3 separate regions of the Sus scrofa genome follow, and regions 2 and 3 are each linked to region 1. The links are chromatin contacts, called in public Hi-C maps. All regions are on one chromosome and are shown on one strand. The core of a region is the stretch at or near the end of the contact, and the rest is flanking DNA. Distances in the headings are between cores, read along the strand shown. Region 1 holds the start of MTSS1 (metastasis suppressor protein 1). Region 2 has its middle 90 kb from the start of MTSS1. Region 3 overlaps MTSS1 (metastasis suppressor protein 1).

Evidence for each region. A called contact is a pair of places that touch in the nucleus more often than the background predicts.
Region 2: a Hi-C map of skeletal muscle shows a contact between it and region 1, with 2.8 times the contacts expected there. A contact is called at or near these places in 3 of 47 Hi-C or Micro-C datasets (heart right ventricle, liver and skeletal muscle) and 2 of 2 datasets of targeted methods (alveolar macrophages and skeletal muscle).
Region 3: a Hi-C map of liver shows a contact between it and region 1, with 2.4 times the contacts expected there. A contact is called at or near these places in 6 of 47 Hi-C or Micro-C datasets (brain, liver and skeletal muscle) and 2 of 2 datasets of targeted methods (alveolar macrophages and skeletal muscle).

Annotation. Positions count from the first base shown.
Region 1 is chr4:14,931,241-14,935,534 of Sscrofa11.1, forward strand. MTSS1 (metastasis suppressor protein 1) reads left to right here and starts at 2,050. Exons shown (of 15, transcript XM_021088945.1): 1 at 2,050-2,698. The coding sequence starts at 2,627. It overlaps LOC106509968 (a long non-coding RNA gene), which reads left to right and starts at 2,707. Exons shown (of 2, transcript XR_002343109.1): 1 at 2,707-4,294.
Region 2 is chr4:14,840,866-14,845,159 of Sscrofa11.1, forward strand. No RefSeq gene overlaps it. Among named protein-coding and RNA genes, the nearest start is that of MTSS1, 90 kb to the right of the region's middle.
Region 3 is chr4:15,025,110-15,029,403 of Sscrofa11.1, forward strand. The region is part of intron 3 of MTSS1 (metastasis suppressor protein 1); the gene reads left to right. Among named protein-coding and RNA genes, the nearest start is that of NDUFB9, 86 kb to the right of the region's middle.

The DNA of each region.
Region 1 (4,294 bases), core at 800-3,299:
TCCTGTGGCTGGCTCATTTCACTTAGCATAATGTCCTTAAGGTTCATTCATGTTGTTGCATACTGCAGGATTGTTTCTTTTTTCAAGGCTGAGTAATATTTCATTTGTATGCATAGAACACATTTTCTTTATCTAAAAGAACATAGACATTTATATGCCCACATCTTGGCTGTTGTGAATAGTGCTGCGATGGGTCCACTTGTGTGGATGAGATTGAGTGCTTGTTTACTGTAGGCCAGGTACTAGTAGAAGTGTTATATGTTAGTGCAGGTAAAACTCAGAACAGCCCGATGAGGTATATGCTATCTTTATCCCCATTTATAGATGAAGAAACTGAGGCCCACCTACTATGGCCAAAGACCATACCAATAGATTTATTTATTTTTAAATTTTATATTTTTATTTTGTCTTTTTAGGTCTACACCCATGGCATATGAAGGTTCCCAGGCTAGGGGCTGAATAGGAGCTACAGCTGCTGCCCTACGCCACAGGCACAACAACTCAGGATCTGAGCTGAATCTTCAACCTACACCACAGCTCACAGCAATGCTGGATCTTTAACCTACTGAGCAAGGCCAGGAATCAAACCCGCATCCTCATGGATACGAGTAGGGTTTGTTAACCACTGAGCCATGACGGGAACTCCCCAATAGTGGGTATTAAACTGGGGTTTGAACCCAGGAAATCTGGCTCTACAAGCAGCGATCCTGATTAGTATAATACCGTTAGCATTAAAATCATAATAATGAATATGATTAAGAGTCAACTATCTGTCAAGCACTGTTATTGACAAAGTGAAGATGAAACCTTATGCATCCAAATGACCTTGGAGACAGAAGCCAGTAGGTTGCCCAAGAGATCAGAATTCCAGAAGTAACACCCCTCATGATTTGGGGAAGAGGGGTGGAGAGGGGGGTTGTGGTTAAGAGTGGGGCAGAGTGGCCCAGGGGAAAATGATTTTCTGCAGCTGATCTGCAGCTCCATGCATTTCTTTGGCTCAAGCCGTTTTCAAAGCCAGCTTTTTCCTATTTCTGAGTCTGATATAAGTCTCTCCAGCATTTTGCACGTGGTTCCTCATTACCTTCCTTCCCACACACCTATTTTCTTTTTGTCCTGCTTTGTGCTTCAAACCCAGCTCAAAGCTCAAGGGTCAAGGGAACAGCCCAGACTCGGGGGCTTACGCTTGAAGGTCTTTCAAAAGCTTTTTATTTGATTCCCCTCCTCCTTGCCTAGTTGATATTGATCTAAATGAGGGATCTCTGTGCAGTTAGGCGGTGGAATTGGGTAAATGAACCACCAACCCCCAAATCAACCTGGGCCCACTTGTGCTTTTTCCAGGTTAAACCTCTCCACCAGGCTCATTGCAGTGACGCCAACACCCGATGTCTTCAGTGCGCCTGGAAAACAACGGTCCAAGGCACGAGCAGTCAGCAATCTCTATAAAGTAATGAAAATAGCACATGGAAGTTCTAACGCTATTTATTTTGCAATGTCAAATCAATCCACTTTCCCAGCGTCCGGCAACTTGATTGAACTGGGCATCCCGCTGCAGGATACGCCTCCGAACTCTCCTTAATTACATATTCGGCTGTTTGCAATCAAGACTTGGCGTAGCAGTTCTGATAACACAGAACGAACGGGCCTCTTCTCGGAAGCCTGCAGTAGCAGCGGCGGCAGCAGCAACGGCAGTTTTCCCGCCCTATCGAGCGCTCCCTAGATGCGAGGTACTGCGCTAAGCGTGCCAGCGTGCTTGTCCCCGAGGTCGGCGGCTGCACCCTCCGTGCCGGGCGCTTGCAGCCATTGTCGGGTGGGCGCCTAACCGCGTGCCGACACGCCCTCTCGGCTCCGCAACCAGCCGCCTAGGAGAAAGGGGGCTGCTCGGCGCAGGAGGCTCCCACAGGGGCGGAATCCTTCTCGCACCGCTAGCACGCTCACCCGCCAGCCGGCTCCTCTCCGAGGCCGGCGCCCCACGCGCCTCCCGGGCACGCGCTCCCAGCCCCGCCCGCGTGCGGCGGACGCACGGCCCCGAGAGCGCGCCCTCCCCGCGCCGGACGCACGGCCGCGAGCGCGCGTGCGCCCCTGCGAACGTCCCCGGGAGCCCAGCTGGAGCGAGCGCCCGGGCCCGGCGCGCAGGACTGAAAAGGAGGCGGCGGCCGTGGCTGCGAGCAACAGATCCCGGCGTCTCGAGCAGACCCGTTCTTGCAGCTGGGCGATTTTTTTTTTTTTTTAATTTCAAGAACGTTTGTTAAATTAGAAAATCTTGCATTTTTAAATGGCGCTGGCCCCGGGTCAGCGGGCGGTTTTCTCTTTTTCAAGATGGGCTTTGCTGTTTCTGCCGTGGGCACCAGTGGTGGCCTGATTGTCAGTCTTGTCCGGGCATTTTTAAGGCCAGGAGCAGAGCACTGCATGTAGGCGCCCTACAGAGCGGTTTGGCTTTTTAAATTATTTTATTATTTTGGGCAGAGAACAGTCGATCTCGGGCATTTCGTCCTCTTTGCACAAGAGGCTGCGAGTTGGAGGTGGGTCGCTCGGAGGGTGAAATTACTCCCGGGGTGAGCGATCCCCAGCTCCGCACACAGTCCAGGCGGCCCCGAGTGTGTGTCCTGTCCCTGCTGGCGCTGGGAAAATGGAGGCTGTGATTGAGAAGGAATGCAGCGCGCTCGGAGGCCTCTTCCAGACTATCATCAGCGACATGAAGGTAGGACGCCGGGGGCGCGGCTGCGGCGGCGGCGGCCGCCGTACAGTGACCTCGCTACCAGGCTTCGCCTCCGCCCCGGGCCAGCCGCCGGGCCCTTGCCTGCGCGGTGGCCGCCGGCCACCTGCGGGAGCGCTCCGGCCCGGATGTCACCTGCTCACCCGGGGCGCCGCTCCGGGCTAAGCTGGGTCACCTGGCGGGCGGCTTCTCTGGGGGTATCTGATGCCCTCTGCCCTGTCCCCCGCTCATTGTCCCAGGGGGCGGCACCATCTCGTTTCCCTGGGGGCCAAGGGCCCCGGCTCCAAGTTTTCTATTGTCTGTCGCTGGACGGAGTGTCTGCGACCCGCAGAGGCTAGATGCCTGGGCGGACACCTGATTCCCTGGGGTTCGGGGTGGAGGCGCCTGGCGTGGTAGTGGGGAGAGCGTGGGAGCTCTGCCCAGCGGTGGGAAGGAGCTCCCCGGCCCATGAGACTGAGAGGGCTCCCACGTTGGCTTTCAGATTCACCTGGAGGTGATCGGAGCAAATTAGGTATTAATTAGGCTCTTCCAAACCTGGTGAAGGTGTGCATACCTCCCCTCAGCCCTCCCCGGGGCGCGGAGCAGAAGTTCCGAAGCAGTCTTGCGGTGGGGGAGCTGAATGGGGGCTCTTCCTCTGGATGAGGATCCCAGCCTGAAGGCAAGACTAGGTCGCCTTAAACAACTGTATCCCCCACCCACCAAGAGACATAGACTCCAGGTTTTCGCTTGGAAGGATTGTGAGCACTGTGTGTGTGTGTGTGTGTGTGTGTGCGCGCGTGTGTGTGCTTGCGCGCACGGGCGCGCGTGTGTGTTGGGGGCGGGGAACAACACCCTGGCTTTTTCCTGCAAAGGGTGGGACTGGGGATGACCAGCTCCTTGGAGGTGGATTTTTCTGTGCATAGAGATGGACCAGGGCCCTGTGTTACTAATCCAAAGGAAATATAACCAGCCGTGAGAGCTGGCTGGAGGTGGGAATTGGGGGCGGTGGGGAGATTTTTTTTTTTTTTTTTAATGTGTATTTAGGGAGCTTCTCTGGCTCCAGCCCAGCCCCAGTTTGCCTCAACAGATCCGGGGAGGTGGTGTTTAATTAAAAGCTCGGCTTCCAAAACGAGTGGGTAGGTTTGGAAAGCTGTGCAGCGAGTGGGTGTGGACAGCCCCTCTCCAGCCGCTGCCTGGGCGCCTGGAGGAGCTTTTGTCTGTTGAAGTGTAAGGTTTGGAGAGGGTTGGGCCTCTGAGATGGACTTCGGGAAGGAATGCTCAGCTGTCATGGCCTGCGTTGCCCTCTTAGAACCAACTGCCACCTCACACAGGGTGAACTTTTCCAAGGTGCCTGCATCCTGTCTTGTCCATTTTGAAATCCTTCTGCAGAGCCTATGCCTTTTGTCAGAAATTGATATTCGTGTTGCGTTATCTTCAGCGAGACCCTGCTTGCCCAGGAATGCCTCTAATCCAGCCCCTTGGAATTAGATGGATTATTCCCTGTTCAAAGACAGCCCCTTTCATTCCTTTGCCCCTGATCCCCATGGAATAATTGGAGTGCTCTTTTGAGACAAAGCTTGGTGTTCCCTCTGTGGACTCTGG
Region 2 (4,294 bases), core at 1,041-3,540, 90 kb before region 1:
GCCGCAGGTGTGGCCCTAAAAAGACAAAAGACAAAAAATAAATAAAATTTTTGAGGTATAATTGATTTACAGTGTCAGGTTAATTTCTGCTGTACAACAAAGTAATTACATTCTACATATACATATACATATACATGCTTTCCATTATGGTTTATCACAGGATATTGAATGTAGTTCTCTGTGCTCTACAGTTGGACCTTGTTTAATAGTTTACTTCTGCTAATCGCACATTAACTCCCATCCTTCTCTCCCCCACGCCTCCTCCGCCTTGGCAACCATGAGTCTGTTCTCTGTGTCTGTGGGTCTCTTTCTCTTTCATAGATATGTTCATTTGTGTCATAATTGAGACTACATATGTGATAGCATATGGTATTTGTCTTTCTGACTTACTTCGCTTAGTATGATAATCTCTAGTTGCATGCATCTTGTTGCCAATGGCATTATTTCATGTTGTATGGCTGAGTAATATTCCATTGTGTGTGTGTGTGTATCTTCTTTACCATTCATCTGCTGATGGACATTTAGGTTGCTTCTGTGTCTTGGCTGTTGTGAACAGGGCCGCTATGAACATTGGGGTGCATGTATCTTTTCAAGTCACAGTTTTGTATGGATCTTTGCCCACGAGTAGGATTGCTGGGTCATATGGCAACTCTATTTTTAGGTTTTTGAGGAACCTCCACACTCTCCTCCATAGTGGCTACACCAGGTTATATTCTCACCAACAGTGAATACCTGATTTTAAATTGCAGCTCATCCTAACCCCAGTCACCCGTTACCCCGCTCTACTTTCCCCTTTGCCCATAGCCCTGTCATCTAAGTGTGTCTATCATTAAGGCATACTTGAGGGTTTTGCCTCCTTCCTAGGTTTCCTGTTTTACTCTCCATTGCTCCCTGGTGGAGCGTCAGCAAGGGCTTTGCTTGCTTGGTGCGTGGCTGTGTCCCCGGCACCTGGAGCAATGCCTGCTGCATGGTGCTCAGGGACCGTGGGTTGAGTTAACTGCGGAACGATTCTCCAGGGTATTAAACGACTGTCTTTTATCCCACTTGATCTTCATGGCAATTTTGTGAAGGCCGCCAAAAGATATTATGGTATCCATTTTACAGATGAGGAAGTAGAGTCTCCAAAGAGGCTAAGGGTCTTTATTTATTTATTTTTGATTCCATCTTGTTTATTAGTAACTTTTTTCAAACCACTTTTTTGAGTCTTTTTTAATTTTTATTTTTTCCGTGACATTCATTTATTTAAAATGCAGTCATTTATTTACTCAGCAATCATTTATTAAGTGGCATCATAGTAGAGCTTATGCTTAGCCTGCAGATATGTTCATGTTCATTCTTGCCATTTTCTTCTTTTAAACATCCTTGCTCCCTTTCAAGAGACGTTGAAATCCCCAGTTAAAAGACAATCTAGGAGTTCCCGTGTGGCGCAGTGCTTAAGGAATCCGACTAGGACCCATGAGGTTGATCCCTGGCCTTGCTCAGTGGGTTAAGGATCCGGTGCTGCCGTGAGCTGTGGTGTAGGTCACAGGCGCGGCCTGGATCCTGCGTTGCTGTGGCTCTAGTATGGCCGGTGGCTACAGCTCCAATTAGACCCCTAGCCTGGGAACCTCTATGTGCCGTGGGTGCGGCCCTAGAAAAGGCAAAAAAAGACCAAAAAAAAAAAAAAAAAAGACAATCTAGAGGAGTTCGCTGGTGGCTCAGTGGGTTAAGGATCCGGTGTTGTCACTGCTGTGGCTGGGTTTGTCCCCTGGCCTGGGAACTTCTGCATGCTGTGGACGTGGCTCCCCAAAAAGGGCAAAAACTAGAGCACTGACTAAAGGGAGGGGCTTTGGAGTTTGAGCTGCAACCCTGCCTCCCTCCATGCCTGACTCTGTGACCAGGGGCAGCTTCCTCAACAATTCATTCCCTTCCTTGGTTTTTACACCTGTAAGATGGCAGTGGCGATTAGCAGTGTCCTAGGTACCCCATGAGAGACTGCGGTAAAGCCTTGTTATCAGTCAGCTTTCTGCCTGTCCCCATTGGCTAAGAGGATTTTATCCCATCTGTTTCCTATAATTTGCATGACAAAACCAATAGGCTTATTTTTTTTCATCTCCACATATGAAGATATAATATTGAATAGGCTTTTTCAAACCCAAGAGCTTGATATGCCCACTCTCCATTACCCCAGCGCCTCTCAGCATTCACAGATGCCAAATGTGACCCCAAGTCAGGAGAGGGTCCCGGCCCATTCCTTCTTCCTCTTGCATCTGTTCCCAGTAGAGGAAGAGCTACCGGTTTCCAGCTGCAAGGTTGAAATGGAAACCGGCAAAAGTGCAAGCAGAGGGCTCCATTTCCCAATAGCTGCAGCTGTCTAGTGCCCTGAGCTATTTTTAAACCCCTTTTCAGAAACCCCAGTGCTTGCAATGGATCTATTTTCTTAACTGCCAAGAGATAACGCTTAAAAGGAATAGCTTGAAAAATATTCCACGGCACTCATAAAAATGACTGAAATAGATGGTGCATAAGACAGCCTTTGTCTGCAGCAGCAAGGAGAGTGAGACGAAGTCTTTCAGACCCCAGGGCAGCGGTGCCGCTGGATCTGCTGCTGACAACCACGGCTTTGTGTCTCAAATGTGCACTATGACCAGAAAAGGCAAGAAAACCAAACAGTAATTGTAGAGAACATCAGAGACCTGGCATTTCAATTGGCCGACAATTCCAGGAAACAGGGAACCCCAAAATAACTCTCCAAGAATCCCCCTCAATTTGAGCGTTGCCTTATCTAGTAAACCTGTCCAAATTGTCCAAAACTGAGCTAGTCTTCTGCCCCTTCCCTGAACTCCGGAGTATTTCCTGCCTGCTTTGGTGGAACCACCAGCCATGCAGTCACTTGGGTTACAAATTTAGGAATCATTCTCAAGTCTCCTTTTCTTCACCTCCTACATCCAATAAAGGCTTATGAATATTGTCTCCTAAATAGTTCTGAAGTCACGGTCTCTTTATATCCCCACCACCGCTGCCCTGATTCAGTCCTTCATCATCTCTCCTCTGGATTTTTGCAAGAGCTTTTTTTTTTTTTTTTTTTTGGCCGCACCTGCAGCATGTGGAAGTTCCCAGGCCAGGGGTTGAACTTGGCCACAACAGTGGTCCAAGCTGCTGTGGTGACAATGTGTGCCAGATTCTTAACCCACTGTGCCACAAGAGAACTCCAAGAGCACCTTGGAGACCTTGACTAGTCTCCTTGCCCCTATTTTTGCCCTTCTTTGCCAATTTGACACTAGGATTTTTTTTTTTTTTAATTCCAAATCTTATGTCATCTCTTGCTTAGAATCTTTCAGGGTGACCTCATTAGACAGACCACACTCTTTTTTTTTTTGTCTTTTTAGGGCTGCACCCGAAGCATATGGAGGTTCCCAGGCTAGGGGTCTATTCGGAGCTGTAGCTGCCGGCCTACACCAGAGCCACAACCATGCCAGATCCGAGCCATGTCTGCAGTCTACACCACAGCTCATGACAACACCGGATCCTTAACCCACTGAGCAAGGCCAGGGATCAAACCCTCAACCTTGTGGTTCCTAGTCAGATTTGTTTCTGCTGTGCCACGATGGGAACTCCAAGACAGTCCACAATCTTTAGCAGGGCGCACAAGGTCTTCCCGGGAGCTGCCACTGTAATGTCTTCCCCCAGCCCTGCTATAAGCTACCTTGTATTTATGCTCCAGCAACATCCAGCACCTGTAATTTTCCACACATCATGTTATTTATTCCTCCATGCCTTGGTTTATGCCATCTCCCCTGCCTGAAATGTCATTCATTCCTAGTTTTTAACAGGGAATACTTAATAGGCAGATGCTATGAACATAGCAAAGTGGACAAGATCTAAATTTACAGCTTGATGCATTTTTACAGAATCGACATACCAAAGTAACGACTGTGTAAGTCAAGGATTTGAATTTTTTAAAAATTATTTTTATTTATTTTTTTATTTTTTTGTCTTTTTGCCATTTCTTGGGCCACTCCTACGTCATGTGGAGGTTCCCAAGCTAGGGGTCGAATCGGAGCTGTAGCTGCCGGCCTACACCAGAGCCACAGCAACGCGGGACCCGAATTGCGTCTGCAACCTACACCACAGCTCACGGCAACGTTGGATCCTTGATGCACTGAGCAAGGCCTGGGATGAACCCGAAACCTCATGGTTCCTAGTCAGATTCGTTAACCACTGAGCCATGGTGGGAACTCCGAGGATTTGAATATTATCAGCAGCTCAGAAACCTCCTTGCTGCCCCCTCTCAGTACCACCCCCTAAAAGGCAG
Region 3 (4,294 bases), core at 537-3,036, 94 kb after region 1:
TCTTTCACAGAATAGATCTTTGGGAGGGATTAGATTAATTCACTTTAAAATCTAGCCACTTAAACTTTGTTTTGAGGGACAAGAATGGCTCTTTAGAAAAGCAGGAACGGGAATTCTCATTGTGGCTCAGTGGGTTAAGAACCCTACTAGTGTCTGTGAGGATGCGGGGACATCCCTGGCCTTGATCCCTGGCCTCAGTCAGTGGGTTTAGGTTCTGGCATTGCTGTGAGCTGCAGTGTAGATCACAGATGAGGCTCGGATCCCGTGTTGCCGTGGCTGTGGTGTAGGCTGGCAGCTGCAGCTCTGATTCAACCCCTAGCCTGGGAACTTCCATATGGCCCCAGGTATGCCCCTAAAGAAAATGAAAAGCATGAACAAGTGTACTTGCTTTAGCGTGTATAGTCCCGGAGCCTGGTGCTTAATTCTAGCCCATAGCAGGGCCACAGTTTCCTAGTCTTTGGGGTTATGTCTGAGCCTTTGGGTTGTTGTGATATTAGAGCAGGAGGACCGTGTAAGGTACAGGGCACGTCCCGCAGGAGATTGGAAGATCATTCCTTTCTTGGCCATTTCCATGGACGCCAGAGGAGAGTCTCATCTTAGTTCTGAGTTCTAGACCTTTGAATTTTCAGATGGTGTAAACCAGTCTTGAAAGATCAAGTCAGTGGAGTCGTTTGCCATTGGCTCTCTGCCCACTGAACATGCTGAGGGTTGGTTCCTCTAACGAGGCTCCAAGGCCATGGCACAGGGTCCCGGGGCCCTTATGCCAAGACATGAAGCAGCCCCTCTCCAGGGCACCCTCCCCAGTGGTGATGGTGCTCACTGTCCAGGAATTCTCGGAGACTTTCTGCGAGCTCCGAGGCTCTGGGCGACAGGTGGGTGTGCATTTCCTTAGCAGGGATCATGAGGCCTCAGTGATCACAGCTAAGTGAACAGGGAAGGCTCTCGGGCAAATAAAGCTTCACTTGTCACAGCTGTCAACATGATTGTGTCACACTGGCTGCCCTTTGGAAAATTTTTTTGGAGGTAAGCTCCCCGAGTTCATAACCTTTGTTTCATTTTTCCTTGCCTTCAGAGTTTCAAAACGTGTTTAATAAAAAAAGAAAGCAAGAAAGCTGCCAGAACTTTGAATAAGCCCAGGGACCTGTGTCCGAGGCTGCTTTGGACTTTTGTGTCGCAGCCCGAGGAGTCTGGAAAACCAACGCACTTACCTTTGTGTCTTCCGAGAGCTGGTGTTCAGGAGCTTCCTCAGAGACCCGTTTGATCCCTGGTGTATGTACTGGGCATTTAATTTGGCCTCAGTGAGAGGACAGGTGCAATACAGGCGATAACAGCTCGGGACACCCACGCCCCTGTCTCCTGGGTCTCGCGCTTGTGGAGGGTGTCAGGATGAATAAGCCTATTGCCCCAGATGCGAGCAGCCTAGCGTGGCAGAAGGGAGATCACCCACAGTGGGTGACGGTCGTCAGGATTTGCCTGCACCCTGGCTAGAAGGACGAGGGGTGGGGGTGGGGGGATTGTATAGGAACAGAGGTGTTAGGACCTTTGGCTGGGTTATGTCAGGCCTCACACATGTCTCTGTTTACATGTAAATTTTCAGCTGAGCTTTGTAGCAAAGAAATCCCATGTCTTCTGAAACTTTGGGGACCACAGCCATGTTTTAGGACCTGCTAGCTAAGGGAAGGCACGGCCAGCACCCTCTCACCTTACTGAGGTGTGTTCACTTGGATCTTGTTGTCCAGGCAAACCAGAGCAGCTCTGTCCTGTGGCTGGTTCTCCGTGTTTGTCTGTTTCCTCCTCTCAAGGGCTGCTCCTTAGTCTTCTCTTCTCACTTTGTCATCCCCAAGTGAGGTTGACTTATAGAAAGAAAGCGAGAGGAGGGAAGTGAGAGTTGGAGGGTTACGAAGTGGGTGTTTAATGGAACGTCTCTTGTGTTCCAAGGCTCCGAGCTAGAGAGGTGTTCGGCATTAACAAAAAAATCCAGGGAGGTAGTGCCGTGTTGAGAATGGGCGGTGTTTGTTCCCTTTTAGTAAATGAGGAAACAGGGGCCAGTTCCGCTGTTTTGTAAAGAAGCAAACAGTTGAGGGTTTGTTATTTTGTACAAACAGAAGTCATTAGGGCTTTTTAAAATCATTTGCTGTCTTTTAAAGTTGTTGCGTAGAACAGTGTTTGTCAAGCACTAATATATGTCAGGCAACCCTTGGAATCTGGTAAGACGCAGGTTCTGATTCAGCCAGTTTGGGGTGGGGCTGGGAATGCTCCATTCCAGGGACCAGTGTTGAATACCAAGGGCATGGACTGTATACCTTCCAACAGCTGGGGAGAAAAGGGATTTATTTATTTTCTTTTTCAACACATGAAAAAAAAAAACCTTTTGAAATTAAAGTGTAATTGATTTACAGTGTTGTGCCAGTATCTGTTGTCCAGCAAAGTCACCAGTCATACATCTATATACATTCCCTTTCTTACATCATCTTCCATCATGGTCTATCCCACGAGCCTGGACAGAGTTCCCTGTGCTTATCCATTCTAAATGGAATAGTTTGCATCTGCTACCCAGAGTCCCAGTCCATCCCACTCCCTTCCCCGTCTCCCCTGGCAACCACAAGTCCGTGCTCTACGACCATGAGTCTGTCTCTGTTTCGTAGAGTGGTTCATTTGTGCCCCATTTGAGACTCCACATGCAAGGGGGGATCATATGGTTATTTTTCGTCCTCTTTCTGACTGACTTAGTATGAGAATCTCTAATGGCATCTGAGAAGAGGCATTTAGGTCAAGGAAATTTGAAGGCTCTAGTCAGCTGAGCACAAAAGTCAGACTTGGTGCCTTTTATTTTTCCAGGTGTCATAACTCCTTCGGTAAGAGGTATGTCCTCAGTGATGGAGAGCTCTTCACGTTTGTAAATATTTCTGCAGAGTGGTTTGAGAGGATGATGAAGGGAAAGTACAAAGAGACAGAAGGGATTGGGACTTTTTATGTCTCTTATCTAAGGACTGGCGTGTACAGTAACCTTCTTACTGGTCTCAGTGGGAGTGACCTAGAGAAGGTCATGGCCATCTCGTCCTTTTGAGGAAGGTCTGCTTTCATACATAAATTCGGATGGATCACAGCTTCAAGTGTGAGAGTAGTAATTGCATTAATTACTCTTGGAAGTTAATTTCACTTTGCTCCATTATTGTGGCCATGGCTCCGCTCTTCTGGGGAAACCCTTTCTAGAACCACCATCAGAACTCGGCACAGACATCAAATTAGAATCAATAAATTATTTTAAAAACCATTCATTGTGGTCAGTTTTTCCCCACCCTAAGAGTGGGCCTCAGTTTTCCTTTGAAGAAATAGGAGTTGGAGGAGTTCCTGTCGTCGTGCAGTGGTTAACGAATCCGACTAGGAACGATGAGGTTTCAGGTTCGATCCCTGGCCTTACTCAGTGGGTTAAGGATCTGGCGTTGCCGTGAGCTGTGGTGTAGGTCGCAGATTCAGCTTGGACCTGTGTGGCTGTGGCTGTGGTGTAGGCCGGCGGCTACAGCTCCAATTGGACCCCTAGCCTGGGAACCTCCATATGCCGTGGGAGCGGCCCTAGAAAAGGCAAAAAAAAAAAAAAAGACAGGGTTGGTGACAAAGCTTCTTGGCACTGTGGTCAGAATGTGCAGGTGACTGTGAAGTAGTCCCAGAAAGGGCTTTTCCTCAGTGACTTATAAACCTAATTCTGAACACTGTTCTTAAATATACATTCCCGAAAGGTTTTGACCAACAGCAGGTGTGTTAAAGTGTTGGCTCCTAAAACAACAGGCGTCCTTTGGTTGGAGGAATTTTCCAGTTTGTAGCAAGGTCCAGCTTATTTTCTGCTGACGTTGGTTTGTGGTAAGTGTGTGCCTATGAAAGGCAGGGGGGAGAGTCACGCTTCTTAGCTTTTTGCCCTGTTCCACGTGCTTTCTGTTAAAACCAAACCAGACAGACAACCGCCCCCAGCAGCCAGCTCCCTATCTGTTATCTCGGAGTCTCTGCTGGAAGACGGGGAGCCGGGGGGGATGGGCAGTGTTGGGAGTCTTGGCTTTTGCTGCCTTTGGCTTTTGGAGAACCCTAGGTTTGGTTCTGTAAGCAGTAGGCCTGGCGAGGCAGGGGCCTGTTGTAGGAGGTTGAGCAGGATGGGACGGGCTCTGTGGGGAGACAGAAGCCGGTAGACCCGGGGGCTCTGGGGGTGAAGTGCCCAGTATGGGCCAGAGACACCATAGGACAGAGACAGTGAGCCTTGGGAACAGTGAGGGACAGGCAGGAGCCGAGCGGGATTCGAGGCCGA